Regions from separate parts of the Anas platyrhynchos genome. Here region 2 is linked to region 1. The links are chromatin contacts, called in public Hi-C maps. All regions are on one chromosome and are shown on one strand. The core of a region is the stretch at or near the end of the contact, and the rest is flanking DNA. Distances in the headings are between cores, read along the strand shown. Region 1 overlaps ITGB8 (integrin subunit beta 8). Region 2 holds the start of ITGB8 (integrin subunit beta 8).

Region 1 (6,427 bases), core at 1,503-4,002:
GAATTAATTTGTCTGTAATATCTAAGCACTATAGGAAGCACAGGCCTTCTGCAATTGCTGAGGAAATTCCTTGTGAATTACAGGCTGCTTTCTCATTTAAGGTCATGTGCTGAGGGAACACAGCTCCCTAAATAGTGAGGCTTTTGTTGGGCTATTCATCTCCCGCAGCAGCTCTTCTGAAAAACATGGTCAAAGGCAGAGCGAAACAAGTACCAAGTAAAGCCAGAGTTTCTCATGGATAGATTCCATCCCCAGAAACAAAGCCTCCTCCCAAGGATCCTGCTCTATATAGGCTCCCCATGGGCCTTATAAAAGCCTTGACCTGTCACATTAGCAGCAGCTTATTCTTTTTCACTAGCTCCCTCCACAATACAGCAAAACACTGAGTGAGATGCAAGAAAAGGCCTTAAAAATTATATATATTCAATATATATATTTTTTTTGCCTTAGGACAGCAAGCAGTTTACATTGCAATTTTGTCTTGCAAGCCTGCTCAATGCAACCAGAGCACATGAAACATTCAGGCAGGTGTGTGATAAGGAAATACTGGCCATGCCCCTTCACAGGCAGCACTGCAATGCCAACAAAGTGCTACAGGAGAAGACTGGCAGCTATGTGACGTCTGGATGATGGGCGATACAGATCAGATCTTTCTCCCCCAAAGACCCCAGTTCCATTGTCCCCTACCCACACAATTAACTCCCTCTAACAGAGAAAAAATAATTTCTAGAGAAAAAACCAAAACAATAGCTAACACTTCAGTAAGTAGCTTAAGAGCTGTAATGAGAAACGTATGCTGAGGAATCTTTTCTGTTCAAAAAAAATGTATCACATTGTTTAAAGAACATAACCATGTTAGCCTTTTGTTAAACACTCAGATATTCCTGAGTGAGGTTGTATTTCTTTGCTTTGTTTTGCTAAGTGAAACAGAAAATCAGAGATTTTGTTTCTTACTTGCCTAAAAATACTACTGAATTGTGACAAGGACAATAGTAAGCAAACCTTTGCAGATCTTTTATCTTAATTCCACTGATACCAATGGCTCAGAGTCTGCTAACTTACATGGGAGGAAAATGGTTCTATGCATTTTAAAAAGAAAAGGAAAGTTCAAGGTATAGTTAATACATTACAGAGCAAATCTTCAGACAGAATTAATTTATAACTAAGATGTTACAATGAAGCAATCAGTAAAACCAGGGTCAGTGTAAGGATGACCTTTACTTTTAGCTGAATGGTCGGAAGTTCGGGGACTACTTTGAGGATTGCTTCAGAAACATTTCATACGTTAGTTCACAACTATTAAAAAAAAAAAAAAAAGCCCTAAAATCTAAACCTTTTATGACAGTTTAATTGAAAGACCACTGCTCCTGTTTTTATTTTTCTCAGTCCCTCACTTGACACATGACCCAAGAAATTCATTGTGAACACTCACATAATATTCATTTGTTTTGCATCCTACTCTCCTGTCACCTCTATATTACTCAGATTTCAGTAGGAATTTAAGAAATATTGAATATGAAATATTAATACATACTAATTTCTACCAAACTGCATAGGAAGTGGTCCTGTTTTGTTTGTGTTACTCTTATCTATGGCGATTACAGATTAATATTTCAGTAATTAATATTGCTAAAATGACTGCATAATATCTTATGAGATGATTTTTTTTTTCTTTCCAGCAAGATTTTAGTGCACATTTCACAGACAATGACCAGAATTTCTTAGGGTCTTGAAGAGTAATTAAGGTAAGTAAAGGTTAGCTGACTCTTCCAATTAGCATACAGCCATAACGCGTTTTCTACTGCTACAGCCAGTTTCAAGGGTAAGAAAATGCTTCAGTTTGACCTTGTAGCTCAAATTCTGCACTCAGATCAGCTTATATTGATCCCACTATGTTTAGAAGAGTTTTGCCCATCTCTGAAGGCAGAATCTAATCATACATTTATTAAGTCAATTAATGTGTTCTCTTGAGAAAATGACTCCTGTCTTCCTCACCTTCTTTCAAACTGCAGATTATTTTTCACATCACACTGGACACATTTCTCAATGCACAGTCACAAAAATTGAAGTGGTTAAGTAAGAATTCAAGAAAACTAATCCCGCCAACTAATTTACTTAGAAAAAAGAGCACGTATGTAAAATCAGACTTATGTCTGACATACAAAAAGAACAAAGCCCTCATTTGGCAAAACACTGACATGTAGCTAGCAAACCAAACACATCTCTGGTGCAGTTTATCTGATTGCAATGGAGTTGATGCTGCTGACTCCAAAGGCGAAGTGAGGCCAGCAGTGATGCCATGTAGGCATCACTGTAGCATGACACTGGTGGACAGAGGAGCTCTCATTTTCTGTATCCACTTAGTTTTTCAAATATCTTAAAATTCATACAAAAGTTTTTATGTTGAAACAAATAAAAAAGCTAAAAATTTCTCTCTATCAGATATAAATTATCTTTAAGTGACATAATGCATAAAAAACTATATATATATATTTATCTGTGTGTGCACGTGTGTATACACACACAACTATGCACACACACCAGTAACTAAGCACTCATTTAATCCAGTCATTTTTATTAAGTAACGAGGAAAAGCTAAGAGGCTAAAGCAGACAAATCAGTGGAATTTAGTCAACTGAGAGAACTATAAAAGTACCATTTACTCTATTTAAGAGCATTTGAATAGTTTCACCTATTGCTATAACATACAGCAATGTTAATATTTCAGTCACAGCTTTGTCCATTCTTACAGAGCATATCAGTACTAGCTACATGTACAGCGAGATCAGTGCTTTGTCAGACCTGTTCATATCTACATTCTATGCCAGAACTAAATAAATTAGAATACATTAAAGTGCTACATCAACACTAATGTTCCTGAACAGTAGTAACGCACATTCCTCTTCCAAAAAATAAAAAAATAAAAAAATACAGCAGCTATAGTTCAAACATAGTCACATTATGTGAATATGCTTACATGTCACTTTGTTACAGTATCCAACAAAATGCATGACACAAAAACAAACAGCAACAGTCAAGACTCTGACAGAGTGGTAACTTTTAAAAAATAGAGAATGATGAAAATAGAAATTTGCAGAAAACACACAGTCTTCAGAATTCACACTTGAAAGTTTCGTTTAATCGTAACTTGCTGATGTCGATATTTATTTCCTCTGGTTTGTCTCGTCTGTATGTTACTGTTCTTGTACAAACAGTAGGCAAAAACATCTTATCCTTGAAGGAGAAGATACAATTTTTATCAACAATTAGCTAACTTTTATGTGCAAGAAAATATTACTGAATAGGATGGCTCGGAAATCAATTACCTTCTTTGTTGCAGACACTCTGTAATCAGCTGAAGATTTAACTTTATTGCTATTCCCCTGCAGAATTATCTGCCTGATGATAAGTACAACAAGCAACCCAATCAGAAATGTAACTATAAAGATTATGGAAAACACTCTGAAGTAGCTTCGTCCAGAGAAACATTCTGCAATGAAAGGAAAACACAAGTGAAAAGCCAAGTACAAGGAATCTGCACATTCCTCAAGCACATTTATGCCTGCTGCATATTAAAAGGGCATAAATGTAACACAAGTCTGATAAAAGTTAAGGGAAAATAAGTTGCCATACACAAACTATTAAAACAAAGCACATCAAGACCAAATGGTCAAATATTATTTTTTGAATCTATAAAAGTAAGAGTAAGGCTTCACTGTGTTGGCCACCATAAATTCTCTGCCAACTGGTAAGTTTACAGCTGAAACAGAGAAGATTAATTTGTGGAGGCATGCGATGCCAAAACTGTTTAATTTTCACAAGATTAGAGCACATATAATCGGCAAAATATGAAAGAAAACACAGTTTCTTGATTACTTGTCCAGTACTCTTTTCACTGGCCAACTTCTCTCACACAGTTGGCTTTCTTCTAATTAATATGAAGCCCAAGAGAAAAGTGTTCTCAATTAGTTTTCTCATTTATGAACCTTAAAAGAGAAAAATGTGAAGTGACAAAATAGCCATTTATATCCTTTTTTCTTGCAGTGTGGACCGTTTAAGCTTTACAATATTTTATCAAAAAATATTTTAGTCTTTCAAAGTCCTCATAACTATATATATATATTTTGTACTTGAACACAATTTCTTGAACAATAAAAATACTTGAACAGTATTTAAACATTGCTGAAAGTGAGGTAGGCATTATTTAATTATTCTTAATTTCTGGTAATGTCAAATTATGTATACATATCTGAAGTAATAAAACACCCAAATGCCATTATGGATATTTATAAATATTTCTTTAAGCATTACTCAGGCAGGATTCGTTATTATTAGATGTAACTTCTCATGGAGTTGGGAAGTCTATTTAGCAATGCTTGCCAGTTACATTTCCTGTTATTATTTATCTTTTATTTTCCCTGAAGCTAGGAGTGATTGCTCCCTTTTTCCTGCTTTGTTATTACAATAATACTGACACACTTTTGAAAGACATTGTAACAGTGGTGAATTCAATTATTAATCCTGACAGATTTTCATCTCTTACCAAAATTACCTAGAAAATACCACATACCTGAAGTTTGGTCAATGTAATGCAACAGGTAAGCACATGAGGTTTTACACTGGTCAAGTTTAGCTTGAGATGCATTGTTAGAATGATGGCACTGAACACAATTCCTATGAAAGAGAAATATCATTAAAACCTATGTCTTCCTCTGCACTCCCCTTACAGAGATTGTATCAACAAGCTGATGCATCACTTGCACATAATGTTTCCCTGTTGTTAGTAAAAACATTGCGACATTTACTATTATTTTTTTGAAATGTGATGATGCATTTTATCCCTGTGATACTTCTCAGAACTGACCAGACAGATGTAATTAAGTAAAGCATCTCACTGGCCTCAAGCCACTTCCATCCGGCCCCTGCTCTGCACTTTGTGATGTGTGTTCTTCAGGAGGGTAGCTGAGGGTCTAGCACCATCTCTTCCCATTACAGACTCTAGTTCAGTCTTAGTCTTTCTTACCTATCAGTCTCATTGGGACACATGCTTGACTTTGGACAAATTTCAGCCAGCAGGGCTAACTGCATTTTACCTAGCAGTCACCTTTTCACACATGGCCCAGCTTGTCCCTCCAGCTGAGCTATTATTCAAATGAACGTACATACACAATCATTTCTACTGCATTTCCCTTTCCAACAGAGGCCTATCTGTCACTTTCTTATCCACTGTGGGATGCAGCATGGTTACATGTGCTAACAGGAGAGCCTAAGGACAGGGTTTAATTTACTCTTTAAGTCAGCCCCAGTCTGTGTGTCACCAACAGGATGGTCTAAATTCTTCCCTCCTCTGGCTGCTGATTTTGACTTCCTTCCCTTCCTTAAATGGATAGGGAAAAATGACATGGCTTAGAATTAGCACACCAAAACCAAGCCTAGTGGGGAATGCCGTACTCTGGGTAAGACCAGCCCTGCACTGCTGGGAGATGATGGTGACAGTGCACAGGTACAGCTCTTCTTCCACACCTCTATCCTTCATCAGGGAAGCACAAGGAATTCTGATTGAGTTTCCTACAGCCTAACATCTAAGAAAAACAGCACACATCTAGCCAAGCAGAAATATTCCTCCTGGTTTCAACGTTACAGTTAAACATCAAGTCTAGCATAAGAGACGTACCAGTTTTCTTCACAGGCTTTGTTACAAGCAGGGCAATATTCACAGAAACGGCCAAAGCTTCTTGGGTCAGTGCACTCACACTTTCCACATACACAATTTCCTCTTCCACTGCAAATCTGGCCCTTTGAATTCAGGCACTGTTTTGCTGATTGTAATGAACACTGGCAACGGTCCCCTTCCCAGCCAGCAAAGCATTTACATTTACCAGCTTCACATTCACCATTACCTACAACATCAGATAATCTTGAGTCATACGCTTTTATGAAAACAGAAAGTCAGTTTTTACATGCATACGTTTGTATTGCTGATGCCTTGCTGATAAGTTTTTTAAGTTAACAAATCCGTCTGAAATTGTCACCATGATATGTATTTATGACTGTTGTTTGTTGCTTATTTGAGAAAAAGCTTATTTCTACCTTCATCTCATCCTAAAATATTTTACTAGGATTTTCCCTGTTGCCTTGGATGAAAGCAGCAGTGATTAAAAATTACACAACTTTCAGGAACGTAGTCTTCAAGCCAAATAAATAAACTTCTCTGTAGCAATAAAGCATTCAATTCATATAAAGGGCAAGCTTTTGGGAGGAAGGAATATCAAGTTCATGTGCACATGCCATTATTTTTTACTTTTTCTTTTCAGAAGCATCCATTACAACAATGGTTTTCTGCCTTTCTAGAGGACAGATGACTGAGCAGGAGAGGTGGCTATGCTCTATTTATGAACTGTGGGTTGTGTAATAAGAACTTAAAATG
Region 2 (6,427 bases), core at 1,242-3,741, 40 kb after region 1:
AGTTTGCGGAACAAACACTTCAGGTAGCATCAAACTGCACTTTTTTTTCAGTTAGAAGAGCAGCAAATGCTCCAATAAGAATGAATAAATTACAGTCCCATGTACATTTTATATTCATTCCAGCTTCTTTCAGAACTGGAGACTCAATGCAACAGATACGTGGTTTCTGCCAAATCCGCACATAAATAAACTAAACTTGCTGATGGCACGGGAACAGCATGATGCTCTTCTCCATGCCCAGCACTGTCAAGGCAGAAGCAAAGAGGAGTGGCTGCTTCAACAAAGCTGCTGCGCTGCCAAGTAGCTGTACATGGAGCTGCTGCTCCGCATTTCTCCAGCAGCAGCCTGCAGAAGTTCAAGGAACTCAGGTGGTGCTGTGCTGGCTGAAGGAGCTAACACAACCAAAATTAAAAAGCAATGAGAAGTAAAGAATTACAACCTTAATCAGCATCCAAACCCCTACCATTTATGTGCTCGCTCAAAGAAAAACAAACCAAAATACTCTTCTTGCTTCTACTGTGGCTCTCGCCTGTAAAGTGATTATGTATGAAGGAAAGAATTCAGTGTGACTTTCAGCTTTCATGAATTAGCAGAGGTTTCAAATAAAGAGGAGAAAAAAAAAAAAAACCAACAAAAAAACAACAAGATCTATCTGAGTTACAGACTGCCTGATCTGGTAGCTGTTGTCACAATAAACACGTAACCCATGACTTACCATCCATGTGTACTTTCACTACCAAGCACAACAAAGAAAGTAAGCACCTTTTGCAGCCAAAGCCCCAAGTACAATCTTCACCTATGTCACACTGTTCTCAAGTATTCTTTGCACTATTGCACCCAGGAGCTACACTCATAAGCAGGCACACCACTGCACTAAGGCACAGCACTCTCCTCTACATAAAGTTTCAATTAGCCTTTAAACTCAATTATACTGCACAGAAAAGAATCTGGAATGCTGGATGCAAGCTGTCATGTTTCATAAGCCATTTAATAATATTATATTTTATTTTTTCCTATTGACATTTAGTTTGGTTTTGAACTCAAAATATGAAGCCAAAAGAGCAAAATAAATTATCCTGTGAAAGTTAACAAATTATTCCATTGTTTTTAACAGCACTGGGCAAATCCCACTGAATTAGGCATGAATTTGTCACATATGCAGCAAGGAACTTAAAACTAATACATTGTTCCCATTGCAAATCTTATTTTTAGAGGTTAGAAGTTCTAAACTCGCTCCAGGCTTAAGCATGAGATACGCATTTATTCCAGAAGGGGAAAAAGAAAAAAAGAGAGAAGGAGAGAGAGAAGAAAGGAGGAAAGAAGGAAAGGAGGAAAGGAAGGTGACTGACAACTTGCTCTGCGTTTCTGATCACGACCAGCTGGATGAGGGAGACCCTTTGTGGACTACCGGACTAACCTGATGGCTCCGTCTGACAAACTGCATGACCTGAGGGACACTTGCACTGCCTCCTCGCCCTGCCCGCGACGAACCTGGCACCAGGGTTATTTTTGGGAAGCCGTGCCACAGCCCGAGGTGCTGCCCGCCTCGGCCAGCGCCCTCTCTGCCCGCAGCAGCACCCCGGGCAGGGGCAGGCGCCCTCCCCACACCTCCACCCCTTTCACCGCGAACCCCAGCAGTGCCCCCCCGACACCGCCGCCGCCCGGCCGCCCGCTGTCCCCCCCGGGACGCGGCGATCCCCGAGAGGCACCCCGCTAGGTGAGCCGAGCCGCTCGGCGACTTACGGCGCTGGCAGAGTCCCGGCACGGCCGCCAGCAGCCGGGCCGCCCCGAGGAGGGCCCCGGGGCCGCGCTGGCACTTGGGCACGGAGACGATCCCCGCGGTGAGGCACGCCAGCAGCGGCACCCACATCGTGCGGCGCGCTCGGCCCCGCTCCCGGTCCCGCTGCCTCTCCTCGGGGCCGCGGCTCGGCGGCGCGGCGCTCTCAGTCCCGGCCCCCGCGGGGGCGGCGGCGGCGGCGGCGGGGCCGGGGGAGGAGCGGCGGCGGCGGCGGCGGCGACGGGCCCGGCACAGGTAGGGCGCGGGGCGGCGGCACCTCAAGGGCAGCGCCCGCCGCTCCCCGCGAGGGGCTGCCCCCCCCGGCGGCGGCGGCAGCGGCGGCGGCGGGGCGGCCCCGGGCGGGCGCGGAGGACGGCTGCCTCCATCCGCCTCCAGCCCGAGCGCCCTGCCCTGCCCTGCCCTGCCCGGCCCGGCCCCGCGGCTCCCGCAACGAAACGACCGCCGCCGCCGCTGCCCCCGCCCGCCCCCGCCCCGCCGCCGGTGCGCCTCGGGCCCGCGGGTGTCCCCCCCTCTCCGCTTGCCGGGAGGCTGCGGCGGGGCAGGGCGAGGGCGGGCGGAGGCGGGGCGGCGGCGGGCGGTGAAGTCACGGCGCCCGCCCGCGCCGCTTTGTTCGGCGGAGGATGGCGGAGACCGTGGGGAGCGCCCCTCGCCACCGCCTCGGGACCCCCCCCACATCGTACACAGACCGCAATCACCCCGCCGCCCTTCCCTCGCGATTTGTGTGTGCCCGGAGTTTCCGCCCCTCCGGGCGAAGTGGGAATAACGCAAAGGTTAGAGCCGTGCCCTGGGCGGCGCGGAAAGTACCTCGCCGTGCGGGCACGGAAACCCCCGGCCCGGGCTAGGTGCGCGGCCTCTCGGCCTCCTGTCACCGCCTCCCCGGCCAGGGCGCCGCTCCCGGAGCTGCCGTGGCGTCCCCCAGGCAGGTGACACGCACCTGTGCCGGCCTGACGGGCCCGGGTCCTGTGGCCGTCACCGTGTCACCGCCTCGTTTGTAGCATTACCGAGCAGGTGGCACAGCGAGCCGTATCCTCAAATAATGCCTCAACGTGATGTGCCAGTCTGTCAGCGCAGGGCACAACATTAAAAAGTCATTCCCGTGCATATGGCATTAAATGAACTGTGGTCAGCTTTGGGCCCCTCACTACAAGAAGGACATCGAGGCCCTGGAGCGTGCCGAGAGACGGACTGTGAAGCTGGTGAAGGGTCTGGAACACAAGTACTGTGAGAAGCAGCTGAGGGAAATGGGGTTGTTCAGTCTGGAGAAGAGGAGGTTCGGGGGAGACCTTATTGATCTCTGCAACTGCCTGAAAGGAAGGTGTGGGGAGCTGGGGGTCAGCCTCTTCTCCCAGATAAACAGTGTTAGGACTAGAGAGAATGGCCTCAAGTTACGCCAAGAGAGGTTTAGGTTGGAAATGAGGAGACATTTCTCCTCAGAAAGAGCAGTCAGGCATTGGGACAGGTTGCCCAGGGATGTGGTGGGGTCACTATCCCAGAGGGTGTTCAAGGAAAGGTTGGACGTGGTGCTTTGGGTCATGGTTTAGTGGGTGACATTGGCAGTACGGTGATGGTTGAAGGTCTCCTCCAACCTTAATGATTGTACGATTCTAACACTGTGCTCTCTTACAGTCCTTACAAATAAAAGGCTGTCAAAGCATTTTCGGACCCTGTGCCAAACCTTGTGGCACTGAGATCAGGATGGCTTGTCGACTGCATGTCAAAGGTCAGAAACTGAAGATGCACTGGGTTTGTGCAAAGTCACTGAGGAGGGGATGGCAAAGGAGCAGTCCTATACTCCCACTCCAGGGATTTTTAAATGCTGTATCATTGTTCTGCTTCATTTTGGAAAAATCCCCTCTTTCAGACCTTGAGTGTCATTCTTAAAGCTGCCACAGCTCGAATGGGGATATGGTGTGTGACAAAACCATATACAGTGATGGTCACATAAAAGGGTAGCATCCACATGACTTCAGATGTGGTGGCATTCTTGGTCTAATCACTCTATGGTTTCAGAGATCACAGTTTTAACACTATACAATGATGAGCAACTTGTCTCATGAGGACTCAGATTGGTGTAGTTCTTTGAAATGACACATTCGTGGCAGGCAAGCTAAACTCAATTGACTCCTGTTCATGTTCACCATGATGTCTAAATCCCACCTCATGATGTTGCAGATTCATGATGATTCAAGTTTATCTTGAAAAGGGTCCAGAATAAGACAAACAAGTTCAAGGAAATGTCTTAATAAAAAATAAAAAAAATCCAAGCAGAAGCAAAAGTTGCAGATAGAAAACTGGGATTTTTGCCTGCAGAGTCTAAATAGTGTTGAAGGGAGGAAGAATATGCCTAATACTCCATATGATGTATTTTGTATGAACATTGTTGTCAGATCAGAATTTGAATGCTCATAGAAGCATCATGAAGAAAATGGTTCTGTCATCAACAGCATGAGTTGTCTTGTGAATTTCTAGTCATAACCTAGTCATTTCATCATACAAATAGGAAATTGAGTCCTTACATGTACCGCTTCTCGAGAGAATGATGTGCAAGGATTTGGCATTTGGGCAGACAGGCAATATCTACAGTGTAACATGGAAAAAATAGACAACTTTCATATAAAGTCTGAGAATAAGGTAACTAAAATGAACACTGAGAACATAACTAAAAGGGCAGATCAATAATGGCTGAGAACTATTCACCATGAATACTGAAAGACATGGGTATCAACAGTAAAAAAGAAGCCAAGAGTTGAAGGTGCCAATAGTTGAGGCCACTGTAACTGTTCAGAGTAGTCTGTTGGTTTATGTAAAATGTGTCTTTCCCTTACTTCTTTACCTTCATTCCTCACATAGTGGGAGACAAAGACTTCAGAAGATATATTCTGTAGTGATGGCATCTTTAAATACACTGCTGGTTAGTGTTTGGAATGCAGTAATATAAGCTGCATCTCAGAAGATGTTACGCAGATTTGGATAGCAATTCAAGTTTTACAAATTGACAAACCTAATCGTGTAATGTCACGTAGGAGACTTGGAACAAGGAACTTAAGACGACTGGAACTGGATGTAAGCATCAGTCTGTTGTTCTACCCACAGGACCATGAATGCTTGAGAAAATGTCATTGTGGAATCTCCGTCCTTGGAGATAACTGAAACTCAGCTGAACAAGTTCATGGGCAACCTGATCTTATTGGTCGTGTGTTGAGCAGAGGGCTGGTTGGGCCTCTTGGAGCTTTTTCTAGCCTAAGTTACTCTGAATTTCTATGGTGAAAGCTGTTTAATTCTCTGTTATTATATTGCATGTATACCTTATTTAATGAAGTTTTAAAAGGGTGCTTTCTTTATGGTACTTACCTTTGTTTTCCTGCAAAGAGGATATAATTGTCTGTTACAGCATTAGCCCACAGCCTCTCTTTTCAGGAAACAGTTTTGAAAATGTTGAATCTGCAATGAATGTTCAGTAAAGCTGGTCAAAAAACCCAAAACATTTCTTACAAAAACCATGTTCCTTTTTTGGTTGAATAATCCCGACCATCTTTCATGTGCCATTTCATGGGGGAGAATCCAAACCAAGATTGCAAAGGGGAGAGTGATGGTGTTTTACAACTTCTAATACCAAAACTTTTTAAAATGAAAAATGTGATAGGTGTTCATTAGCTGGTCATGTGATTTCTTAGATTATCATGACATCTTCAATACTGTTAAAAACCCCATAGAAAGCATTTCAGTATACTTAAATTGATTGCATTTCCCTCCAACTTCTCTACTTTTTTCACATTCCTATGAGACCTCACTTTGAATTGCTACTTTTTTAGTTAATAATTCAAAACTCTGCTGGGGCACAGTAATTTTTCTGAATTTGATGGTTTCACTTGATGTTACTGACATTAATGTGCAAATTCAATTTTTTTTGCTATATAACTAAATAAAAGGATCACATGCTTGTCTGTCAGATACAATTATATTCGCTATAGCTTGGGTTTTTTAAAACAATATTTGAATCTAAACTGCATCTGTTTCGTATAAAGAAGTCAGTGTATTTTTCAAATCTTCTGTAAGCCATCAGTTTAAAATGATGGAGGAATTCAAATTCAATTGCTGTTCCCAAGAAACTGATTGCCAAGAAGTCATAGACCTCTCTTCCAGCAATGTGGACTGTGAACAATCCACCTATGCTGATTTTTTTTATATTCAGTAAAATTCTATATAAAATTCCAACTTCCCTGTATAATACATAATCATATTTTTTAAACAATATGTACATCTTTTCAATTTGGCAAGGTTGTTATGCATATTCATGTAGGATGTTAAAACTATGCACATTTTTTCTCATTTCTTGTTTCAGTCCTCAGTGTAAAAACTGGCAATGTCATCATTTAAAATAGAATACGTACCCCCCAAAATAGTACTTTTCATCATACATGTATTGTGCATTAATACCTACCTTAATTACCCATCCATGCTATTGGACCTCCTGATGCACATGCAACAAAGAAAAAATGGTGTGTTATAAGGAAAAGCGGTAACCTGAAGCAAACAAACAAACAAACAAAAAAACCACTAATATTTAGAGTGTATCCTGAAGTTTCCATTGATTTCACATAGCCATCTTGTGGGCTTACAAATCTTGCT

The links. A called contact is a pair of places that touch in the nucleus more often than the background predicts.
Region 2: a contact with region 1 is called in a Hi-C map of small yellow follicle, with 1.9 times the contacts expected there. The contact joins the promoter of ITGB8 here to the enhancer-like site in region 1. A contact is called at or near these places in 2 of 8 Hi-C or Micro-C datasets (F5 follicle and small yellow follicle).

Annotation. Positions count from the first base shown.
Region 1 is chr2:127,158,324-127,164,750 of IASCAAS_PekinDuck_T2T, forward strand. ITGB8 (integrin subunit beta 8) reads right to left here. Exons shown (of 15, transcript XM_027450911.3): 11 at 5,675-5,900; 12 at 4,571-4,674; 13 at 3,327-3,490. Among named protein-coding and RNA genes, the nearest start is that of ITGB8, 40 kb to the right of the region's middle. Within about 2 kb of position 2,753, at least 2 of the 8 cell types and tissues checked have an H3K27ac peak or open chromatin away from gene starts, as enhancers often do. A contact at or near this core is called in small yellow follicle, where this site is marked.
Region 2 is chr2:127,198,588-127,205,014 of IASCAAS_PekinDuck_T2T, forward strand. It overlaps ITGB8 (integrin subunit beta 8), which reads right to left and starts at 2,492. Exons shown (of 15, transcript XM_027450911.3): 1 at 1,744-2,492. The coding sequence starts at 2,473.